Regions from separate parts of the Mus musculus genome. Here region 2 is linked to region 1. The links are chromatin contacts, called in public HiChIP or PLAC-seq maps. All regions are on one chromosome and are shown on one strand. The core of a region is the stretch at or near the end of the contact, and the rest is flanking DNA. Distances in the headings are between cores, read along the strand shown.

What was found. HiChIP or PLAC-seq counts read pairs in DNA pulled down with a chosen protein or histone mark.
Region 2: an HNF4G HiChIP or PLAC-seq map of pancreatic cancer cells shows a contact between it and region 1. The contact joins two enhancer-like sites. A contact is called at or near these places in 2 of 39 promoter capture datasets (the C10 cell line and liver), 1 of 484 Hi-C or Micro-C datasets (Th1 cells), 1 of 115 datasets of contacts at active chromatin or transcription factors (pancreatic cancer cells) and 2 of 9 other capture datasets (adipose tissue and liver).

Annotation. Positions count from the first base shown.
Region 1 is chr5:23,416,160-23,421,561 of GRCm38.p6, reverse strand. All of the region lies in intron 1 of 5031425E22Rik (RIKEN cDNA 5031425E22 gene), which reads left to right. Among named protein-coding and RNA genes, the nearest start is that of 5031425E22Rik, 14 kb to the left of the region's middle. Within about 2 kb of position 2,986, at least 443 of the 459 cell types and tissues checked have an H3K27ac peak or open chromatin away from gene starts, as enhancers often do. A contact at or near this core is called in Th1 cells, adipose tissue, liver and 1 more, where this site is marked.
Region 2 is chr5:24,380,337-24,385,738 of GRCm38.p6, reverse strand. Nos3 (nitric oxide synthase 3, endothelial cell) reads right to left here. Exons shown (of 26, transcript NM_008713.4): 19 at 5,379-5,402; 20 at 4,697-4,869; 21 at 4,165-4,375; 22 at 3,998-4,085; 23 at 3,093-3,214; 24 at 2,331-2,479; 25 at 2,015-2,209; 26 at 1,265-1,921. The coding sequence ends at 1,760. Atg9b (autophagy related 9B) reads left to right here. Exons shown (of 14, transcript NM_001002897.3): 12 at 170-293; 13 at 376-515; 14 at 668-1,558. The coding sequence ends at 500. Among named protein-coding and RNA genes, the nearest start is that of Gm15587, 5.7 kb to the right of the region's middle. Within about 2 kb of position 2,203, at least 306 of the 459 cell types and tissues checked have an H3K27ac peak or open chromatin away from gene starts, as enhancers often do. A contact at or near this core is called in Th1 cells, adipose tissue, liver and 1 more, where this site is marked.

The DNA of each region.
Region 1 (5,402 bases), core at 1,737-4,236:
TGGACTACGTAAGACTGTCTCTGAAAACAAACCCAAGCAACCCAGTAAGTCTAAACTATATTATCAATATGGGCCCATATCTTGCTGACATAAAGGAAGAAAGGTAAAGAAAAGATATGCCATCATAGTGACTAAAGAATACATACATGTTACTTTAGTATGTGTGTCTATAGTATAACCTCATACCTAGACAGTTGATGATACAACATTCCCTAGGGTATTGCCAATATCTTTTTTTTAAGAAAAAATGCAAGTTAAAATAAGACTACAAAGTTAGAGTTTAATGCACTACCATCACTAATCACCATGAATATTTCATTACTTGACAGGTTACTAATAAAGTTAGGCACAGTAAAGATTTCCTATAACATTATGGACCCTGTGACATAAGCGTTTTATAAAGTATCAAAAGCTATGTTAGACTTAAAAATTAATCATAAATGCATATCCCACAAGCATCGTCCTTTGACAATGATGGAAGTTTTAAAAACAAAGATTATTATGTCAGCCAGATGGGCTGTATTAATCCCAGCACTCCGGAGGCAGAGACGGGTGGATCCAAATTGAAGGCCCAAGTGGTCTATATAGTGAATTCCAGGTCAGTCAGGACTAACAGTAAGAAAAGTTAGGGGTGGAGCTGGCAAAGGTTTTCTGCCTGATTATAGAAAGAGCAGTGTGTTGGGTTGTTTTGTTTTTACTGATTGTTTCATAAAAGGGGCTGATGCTTTGTTTAAGTTGTAAAAATAGGAGTGGAGAATAGCTTAGTAGTTAAAAGTGCTTGCTTTTTCAAAGGCCTGGGAAATAAGTACACCCCCCTACACAGTCTGTGTTGCCTCTGTACAGTTGTCTCCAAAGATGGCTGCGTGAGAGAGGAGGGAGGAAAGGGTGATTAAAGAGCCTGTCTTAGGGAGAACATTTTAGCAATGGAAGGCAGTGTACAAATTTAGCAAGTGTAATTTTATAAGTACTCAGAAGCAGCAAATATGATCTGTTCCACCATGTGGTTTCAGGCCTAGTAGATGTCACAGAGTGACACTGCCATATATGAAAGTATTGCTGTTATGTTTGGAGATTATACTACTAGATGTAGCCAGCTAGTTTTACTGACATGACAGTACATAGTCACACACTTTTATTCCAGTCCTTTATCCTGAAATGCCTGCCTTTTTCCTCACCCCCCCCACCCCGATTTTAGCAAATTACCTCAACCTAAGCATCAAGTCAGTATTATCCAAAGTAAAATTTGAATTTTAAGCTGCATCTCTAAGCACTTGCAATACAGATTTCCCTATGAAAAGACCCCAATTACAATAGCCCAGTGCATGATACAAACTGATAAAGAGGAGCAGCTTTGAACAGTCACTGGCTTTAGAGAGCTGTGTATTGACAGTGCTGGGATGAGCAGCTACACACAGCCACATCACAGCTGAGATTTAATAGTCCCCTTCCTGAGAACGGAAAAACTGCACACTTTAAACTCACTGTACGGAGACTTGTACACTTCTGAAGATTCTATCGAGAGGGGATTCGCTGCAACAAATGATTTAACAGATTTAGAGAAAGTGCCTATCTAGTCAGCTCAATATTAGCAGATGTGCTCCATAAGTGGTCAGTTACTGGGGCTTTTAGATTATATAGGGCTTTGGTCATAGCTTGATGGTAGAGCACTTGTTTAGTATGCTTCAGGTCATGGGTTTGTCTTGTTTAGAGGACAAGTTCTCAGTGGCTGGCCTGGAACTTGCTTTATAGACTAGACTGGCCTCAAACATAGGAGATCACCTGCCTTGAGTTGAAATGTAGTCTTCGTCAGTTCCAGCACGTTTGATTCTTAGTACTGAGGGAAGGGGAGGGGTTAGGGGCTGAGTGAGGCGTAGCTCTGGGAAAGCACTGGGCTCAATCCCCAGCAAAAGTTAGGGTAGAAGTCTGTGAACCCAGCCACAATTGAAAAATAGTCCTAATAGAAAATCTAGGCATAGTGGGAAATCACTGCAGCCCCGGCTCTCAGGAAGTATGAGGAGTTGGAGACTTAGCTTTTACATAGGTTGAGAAGGTTTTTTATAAGATTGACTCCATGGTCCACATGACCTTAATGTGGGTTGCTTTTCGAGGACGAGGGTGGGCAAGAGTTTAAACGAGGTCTCAGGTGACTCAGACTGACTGACCACCAACTCAACACTGCCTCTAGAGTTACAGGCTTGGCACAATACACTGCAGGAATTCGGAACCAGAAATCCATCCTAATTAATGCTTCTGAAAGGCGGATCCCTTCTCGGAATGCTGTTAATGTGCGTAGAGTAGCATAGTGCACAGATCCTGTTAAATTCTCCATGGACACTCCTGCTTAGAAATCCTGTGCAAGGTGTTCAGATTCTAAGAGAAGGCTGACAAATAATGAAGCTTAGACATAATGGTGCCCTAATGGGACTAAATAATTTTATTTTTTAAAGGCGAGGCGTGGTTCGTGTAATTCAGGCTGGCCTCGAAATCACTTGGTAGTCAAAAGATCAACGCCTTTTTTTTTTTCCTGTTTCTAGCTCAGGTTACAGGCATACATCACCATGCCTGTAACGCGCAGCTAGCTATTCTAGCGTTTAATGTTCTTGTAGCTTTCAACTGGAGTGATCCTTTCCCTAACTGACATTAGAAATTAGTCCAGTAAAAGTGGCCTGAGTGAAAAGCTGTAGGAAAGGATTTTTCTTTAGTGAGAAGTACTGAGGATCCATTCTCTTAAGCCCGGTTTGATTGACGAGTGGTTCAGTAGCTTAGTTTTGACCTTTTGTAGTAATCGGGCTTTTACCGTATAATACCTATAGCCGGCGTGTCCTAACCATGGATAAAACCAAGCTACCCCGTTGTGGCTGCCAAATTTTACACCAGAGGAAAAACACCTCTTGGCGAAGCATAGCGTGGGCTTGTGCTCTAGACCTCAAGCCTTGAGTCCCACAGTGACAGAGCGAGTGCTTGTACCACAGAGCAGGGCGTTTCCCCGGCGCTGTCTGCGTCACGGCGGCTGCCCTTCCGCTCGGGAGAGCAGCTGCGGGAGCTGCGCCTGCAGGCTGGCCGGGTGCGCGGCGCTCGAGCCGGGCGGCGTTTTCCTGGGACCTTCACGGAGCAGAGCGACGAGGCTACATACAGCGGCCGAGCTTATCCCTTCTTTAATCCTCGCTGTAAAGCACCGTAGTGCAGCTTCCTGCTTAACTCGGTCGTCTGAGCTTCCAGCTCACATTTTGAGCCCAGTGCAGCCGCCATCTTCCGGAAATGCTGATGGTGGTTAGTCTGCGCCCAGTGGAAATAACAATTTTTTTGCTTTTGTTTTTGAAGCGGTCTTGCATTTGGCCCGATCTTTTTGAGGACTTGGGTTACAGAATTACATCATGCCTGGTTAGTTTCATGATGCTCAGTTTGGGGAAGTAGAGCAGTGTCCTTGTTGAAATATAATCTCTTTAGTCCAGCCTTTTCTCACTTAAATTAGATTGATGGATTAAATGAGATAATGTATACCAGATATGCAGTAGTAACTAACAGAGAAAGAAGGGAATGGTGGGTGGGGGAGTTGCGGGGGCGGGGGGATGATTAACTTTGCTGGGTATCACCACCTAAAACATGAAGGTATGGAGAAGCATGCTGTAGCACATGAGTGTGTATTTTGACAGCTCTTCAGTATAACTGATCCCTCCAAAGCAGACTTTACTGGCTTCTGGTTTCTAAGGGATGCTTCTTTTTTGTGTGGCTTCCTTTTTTGCAGGTCCATACTGAATAAATATGCTGTAGGGTGATGGACAAGGCCAAGTTGGGTAGTCCTACCATGATTTTAGTTTACAGGGAAAAATCAGGCTGAGTTTAAGTACATTGTAGGTTTCTAGGTGTTAGAAGTTTTCACACATGTGCCCGTTTATTTTTAGGGCGCGGCTTCACTGTTTGGCTAGGTGGTTTAGAACTGGGTATAGATTAGGGGACAAAAGCAGGAGTGAAGTCGCTTGGGGTTTGTTGTTGTTTTGCTGTTTTAGGTGCACTAACGATGTAATAATGTGTTTGGGATAACTTAGGAGGCAGCGATGAAGATTTAAACAGTAAAAGATTATTACACAAAAAATAACCCCAAACTTGTGCTTTACCGCGGACCCACCAGGTTGGAATATACAGGGAACAGTTGGACCATCCCTGTTTCAGGCTGGGGGTTTGATTTCTTTACACTTGCTGTCTACAAATCTCTGCAGGACACCAAACCCACGACTGAATGACACAGCCAGCATCCACAATTCACACAGAGAGGTAAAAATGTCAGATCCCCACACCAGTTGAACCAGAAGTTCTTTGTACATTAGAACATTTAATGGGAAACTGCATATGAACTGTAAAGTGTAAATACAGTCTGATTGGGATTAGAAGAGCCCTCTTGTTTAAAGCCTTGTTGATGGGGAGGAAGCCACACAGTAGAGTATACTTGCAAATAATAGAAAGGTCAATCTAGTACAGACTTAAGATGTACTATTTATGTAAGCTATGTTAACAGTAAAAATACAAACCAAAATGAAACAGGCGAGGAGAGTTGTGGCTCAGTACTACTCGCCTGGCAACGCTGCACGGACAATCATTTAAAAATGCTGATGTGGAAAGATGGCTATCGTAGGCCTTGAAGTGATATTTACAAGATAATCCTAATTTTGCTTTAAAAAAAAAAAACCTCAGTATGTATTTGTGTGCACTTACTAAGGTGTTAGTGCCCTGCAGCTGTCAGGGTGCTGGATCACCTTGCCTGTCTATTTGTGACCTTAAATGTTCAGTGAAAATGTGTGACAGTGGAGAATAATAAAATATATTTTGTAAATCTGGTTGCTTGCATAAAATGAGTATTCTGTTGAGGAAAGAAAAGGTGGCACGTCAATAAATCAAAAAATAAAAATATTCAGAAATCAGGCATTCTGGGTAGAAGATATTTTCTCTAGATTTCAATTAAATATGAATGTTTGTTTCTGTTTTTAAAAATATGTACGAATTTTACTTGTCTAAAATAAAATTTAAAAGAAATGGTGTCTCTATTTAGTTCCTAGGATTTGACCTTAGGGCTCAGTAGTAAAGTATGTGCGTTCCCCAGCACCACCCCCTGAATACCGAGACCCGTGGTGTGAGCTGAAACTGCGCACATTCATTCCCCCAAGCCACACCCTGAATACTGAGACCGAGGTGTGAGCTGAAACTGTGTGCATTCATTCCCAGTGCCACACCCTGAATACAGAGACTGTGGTGTGAACTTAACTGGATAATCTAGTTGTTCCCACCTAAGTTACTTGCACTTTCTCTGTCACTATGCAGCAAAGAAAACGCCTAAGTGAAAGGCACCTTGTACAGCAGTCAGTATCAAGTAGAAACAGATTATTAATTGCTCGACATACAGCTTCAAG
Region 2 (5,402 bases), core at 954-3,453, 960 kb before region 1:
TGTGGGAAGAAGGCGAATGAAGTGAATGCTGGGAATGGGGCAGAATCTAAAAGGTTCTTAGCGGGAACTGTGAGCTCTCTGTTCCTAGCGGAGGAGCTAGGCCTTGCTTCCTGCCCCCACATATGAGGGAGCCCCTGGTCTTCATCCTTCTCCTTCTTTCACCATCTAGCTTCATCAACAGCAGCAGCAAGAACTATGGGGAGAGGCTTCAGCTTCCTCCCCATCCAGGCCCTGGTCCAGCCCTTCACAGCCAGGCTCACCTGATGAGGAGAAGCCATCTTGGTCAAGTGATGGTGAGGAGTATAGGGGATGGGAGCAAGATCCTGGTGTTTCTTGTGCATCATGACACGCTCACTCAGTGACATTTATCTCCAGGCTCCAGTCCTGCTTCTAGCCCAAGACAACAGTGGGGCACCCAGAGGGCCCAGAATCTGTTCCCAAAGGGGTTTCAGGAGAACACAGACACCCAGAAGGAGCCCCTAACAGGCCCCTTGCACTGACTGAGGATATCTCAGGTCGGTATTGCCCACATGGGGGTTAAGCAGGCAAGGATAAGGAAACTAGCTTGGGGCCAGTTTTGGTGGGGCAGAGATACTAGTTAGATCTGGGGTGGTAGGGCAGTCTCTAGGTGCCTGGAATGCTTGCTAACAGTCCTTTCCTCTTACAGGTTCTGGCTTTTCCAGCTGCAGGAAATTTGATGGGTGGCATGGAAGGACACTTGAAGCCATCTTCTGAGCTCCATTCCTATTTCCGATGACAGGCCCAGGATATTTTAGTTGGCCATATCTGGGAGTCAAAGAGGGGCTTGCCCGGAGAACAGTGAAAAAGTAGGAGATGATTGTGAGCTGAGGTAGCCTACAGATGGGCCCCACAAGTGAGGATAAGAGAACACTAGCCTGGCTGGTTGTGGAGCAGTTGCCTGGGAAGGACCCCAGTGGCCTCAAGGTGGGGCCAGGGCCCAGGCATGGTTCAACTCAGTGTTAGGGAAGTTGTTCCTGTCGACCTCCCCTTTGAGTTCCTGTGGGACTAGGGGTGGGGAATATGGAGACGGGTGAGTGGAAAAACCAGAGAGGGCTGCTGGTTTTGGACGTCAGCACTGCTGTGATAGCAGGAGGAAGTGGGTGGGACTCCTCATCCTGTACGAAACAAGCAGCAGAAATTGCTCATGGTTGAGCTGCACATCTTTGCCATGGGAATGTCTGGCACGCCCCACTCTTGGAAGCTGAGGACTGCACCTGTTCACTCAAGCGCAAAACTGTCTGTCCCTGGTTAGAAACTTTTTTTTTTTTGCAGAGTACTGGGTTACAGAGAGGTGTCTGGGACTCACTGTCAAAGAATTATTATCCCAACATCTTTACACATTAAAGCATTGAACAAGTCTCATTTTCAATCATTGTAACTCACAAGGTTTGGGTTGGGCATCTGGCATGGTCTTTTATGATAATTTTTCAATAAATACCGGGATGACTTAGACTTTAAACGTAAGATACTCCAGAGAGAGAGTTAAAGGGAGTCTACAGTCCATCAAAGCATATGAAGAGGGCAGCAGGATGCCCTAACTACCACAGCCGGAGGAACCTTCAAGATTTAGGCCGACCCCCCCCCCCCAGCCTAGGTAAACTGGAGAGAGAAGAAAGATCTTAAATTGGCAGCCTTGCAACCAATGCTGTAGGCATTCTTCAGAGAGGGTGGCTAGCCTTGGTCAACCGAACGAAGTGACACAATCCCTCTTTCCGGGAACTGGAGGGGAGGAAGACTGTCAGGAACCAGGTATTTCTGGGCCAGGCGGGTCAAAGGACCAGGGCACTGCGCCCCTCAGCTGTCGCTCCTGCAAAGAAAAGCTCTGGGTGCGTATGCGGCTTGTCACCTCCTGGGTGCGCAATGTGAGTCCGAAAATGTCCTCGTGGTAGCGTTGCTGATCCTGAGGGGAGGAAAAGAACTCAATGGATTAGAACCCGAACAGGAGCTGTCAGCATAGATCTACCCTAGCCCGGCCAGGTCTGCCCTTTCGCACCCGCAGCACGCCGATGACGTCACCGGCTTCATCCAGCTCCATGCCGCCCTCTGTTGCCAGAATTCTCTGCACGGTTTGCAGGACGCTGGTTGCCATAGTGACATCGCCGCAGACAAACATATGTCCTTGCTCAAGGCACAGCACACGGTGAACCTCCGCGGCTAGCTCTGTCCTCAGGAGGTCTTGCACGTAGGTCTAGGGACGGGCCTTGCTGTGAGAACGCCCAGGCCAGGGGCGTGCCCGGGTAAGATGGGTTTGGGAGGGGCGGGGCTTGGGAACGGCCTTGTCACGCTATCTCTACACCCGCCCCTGGTACCTTGGGGCTGCCAGGATCCCTGGAAAAGGCGGTGAGGACTTGTCCAAACACCCCACGCTGCTGGGCGTCCAGTACCTCGTCCCGGTAGAGATGGTCCAGTTGGGAGCATCGGCAGCCAAACACCAAAGTCATGGGGGCAGGTTGTAGCCCTGTGAGCAACATGGAGGTTTGGGAGGGCCCCTTCCTCTGGAACAGTCCTGGTAACCCCACCTCCAGGCCACTCAGGGTGCCAGCCAGACTTTTGGCTTGGAGCAACCACTATCTTGTCTGTTCAGCCTCTAGGGGCAAAATAGGATGCTTTCTGCCCAGACCCTTGCACACCTTTGATTTATAGAAGGAAACTGCTCTACTGGACTCAATTCTGTACACATTGCCTTGTGTGAAATCCCAGGTCTTTTTCCTCACTCCAGTCCTATCGCACACAACCACTTTGATTGACATCTCTGTGCCTGTCAGTTAATAGATAGGATCACCCCAGAGGCGTTCTGACTTCAAAAGGAATCAACCTGGAGTCGTTTTCTGTTCGAATTCCTGCTCTGTCCCTCCCTTCTCTATCCTTAATCCATTTTAAAACCTACTATATGCTGAGGGACCACCAGGAAGGCTGACAATCAGGACCCAGACTCGACTCTCCTCCCTTTCCCATTAAATATGTTTCTTTTCACCTTTGGGCCTAGTTTCTTTTATGGTCGTTTCTTCCAAGCCATTGATTTTCTGCTTGGCTTCCTTCTGACTTGCAGGTCACCCTTAGCCCAGCCTCACCTTTGATCTCAATGTCGTGTAGTCTGTCTTGCCAGAATCCCCGGAAGGGTGCAATGCCAGTCCCTGGGCCCACCAGGATGCAGGGCAAGTTAGGATCAGGTGGCAGCCGGAAGGAGGGAGCCCTAACCAGAGAGAGTCCATTAAGACCCCTTTACATCGTCACCCATGACATATCAACAAAGCTATGGCTGTACAGACAGGAAAGCCCAAGGACCAATGACAAATGAGTCTCTTTTGTTTGTTTGTTTGATTGATGGATTGATTGTTTTTGTTTTTTCCAGACAGGGTTTCTTGGGTAGCTTTAGCTATCCTGGAACTCACTATGTAGACCAGGCTGGCCTTAAACTCAGATCTGCCTGCCTCTGCCTCCAAATGTTGGGTTTAAAGGCATGCAATATCATCTGATACCACTGCCTGGCTGAGTCTTTCTCTCTCTCTCTCTCTCTCTCTCTCTCTCTCTCTCTCCCCCTCTCCCACCATGCCTGACAGAAGCCAAGCCTTTTAACACGGGTAGTAGCCAAGGACATAGAGAATCGTGCTGGGGCCACTCTTTCACCAATCAGCAGGGCTACTGTCTAATCTATGTTGTTGCTGTAATTGTGGCTTCAGGGTCAGGTCCCTGCACCAAAGCTTTGAGACTCAAAGCTCAACTGTAGTTGGGAAGTGACCCAGAGAGCCACCATTCTTGATGTAATAATAGGGTTTCAGTAATTACCAGCCGATATTGTGTTACCCCTGCCCTCATGCACACACACACACACACACACACACACACACACACACACACACACACACACACATTTCTCATGTATCCCTGCCGTGTATATAGATAGCACTTTCTCACCCCTGTCTGGACACAGACAACCTCTTGTAGTTGCCCTTCCCTACCCAAGAGGGCCCCTCACCCCCTGATGAAGCAGGGCACTGGATCTCCCGCCTTGAGCTGGCTCATCCACGTGGAGCAGACACCGTAGTGCAGAGGGCCCAGCCCATCTAGGGGTTAGAAGGAGAAGTCATTCAGAGTCCTGTCCTAGCCTGGCCAAGATTAGGCTCTTCCTGCTCCCAGCCTCACCCTGGGTTCTGTAAGCCAGCACAGCTATGGTGAGGTGGATCTCTCCTGGGTGGGCGCTGGGTGCTGAACTGACAGAGTAGTACCGGGGCTGGAGCAAGGGCAGCTGGGTGAGGATCAGCGGGGCAGGCAGTGCCACTGAAGGAAATTGCTCCAGCACCTCTAGCAGTGTGGGGCAGCTGAACCACTTCCATTCTTCGTAGCGCCGGGGGTCCTGGGGGGGGGGCAGATGTGCTGAGCTGAGAGCCCCACAGTCCTCAGAGTAACTTACCCTCCCAGAGTGCCCTCTACCTAGCTGAGTGTCCTTAGCATTCATCCATGCTCAGTTCAGGCCAACACACTCTACTTGAAGACTCTCAGCACCCAGACATGAATCAGGTTGGCCTGGAAACAGGTCTTAAAGTACTGGGCATGTTGGCTAGGAGAGGCAAGTCCAGAAGACCTGGCATGTGCAGGGGATTTCCTGCCATGCGATGTCCCCCTACTTATCCTCCTCTAGTCCAGCCCCAGGGGCTTCCTGAACTATGGTTCCCACCTGGCTGAGAGCCTCTAGCTCCTGCTGTTCGCTGGACTCTTCTGCCAGGGTGCTGAGCAGTCGAAGGAGGCGAGGACTAGGCGGGGAAGTGATGTCCAGGAAGTAGGTGAGAGCCTGCCGCAGCGTACATGGGGGTAGCCGGGGGTCCCGTACCCAGCCGGGGGGAGGGCCACCTAGGGGTGGTGCACAGGGAGCTCTGAGGGCAGGGCCCACTGGAGCTGGATGGTCTGAGCTGATGTTGACTCTTGGGGGGGCAGGGCTAACCACAAGTTACTGTGTCTTATTGGAAAATCTGTCCTTGAATGGTGGCATGGGATTGTCTGTGCAGCCTTGGTATCTTTGAGGAACCCTGGCTGGGCTAGGTTAATCCGATCTCCTCCACCCTTAACCCCACCAAGTTATCTTAATTCCAGGCATTATTTTGGAAAAAGATAGACCAACTGTAGAGAAATTAGACTGTGGGGAGGCGGAGGCTGTGGGAGAAGGCTTTTAGGGTGCCTGGTGGGTTCTGGGAAATACCATATGCAACAAGGCCAGGCTAAAGTGGCTAAAGTGGCAGCTAGGGCCAGGTAGCGCCCAGGTGGAAAGCAGGGCAGCAGCCCTGTTAGTGCTGAGCAGCATGGCAGTCCTGCACCAGTATGCGGCAGGCTCTTACTCTCCTACCCCAGCCAATGATCCTCACCAGGGCTGCCTTTCTCCAGTTGTT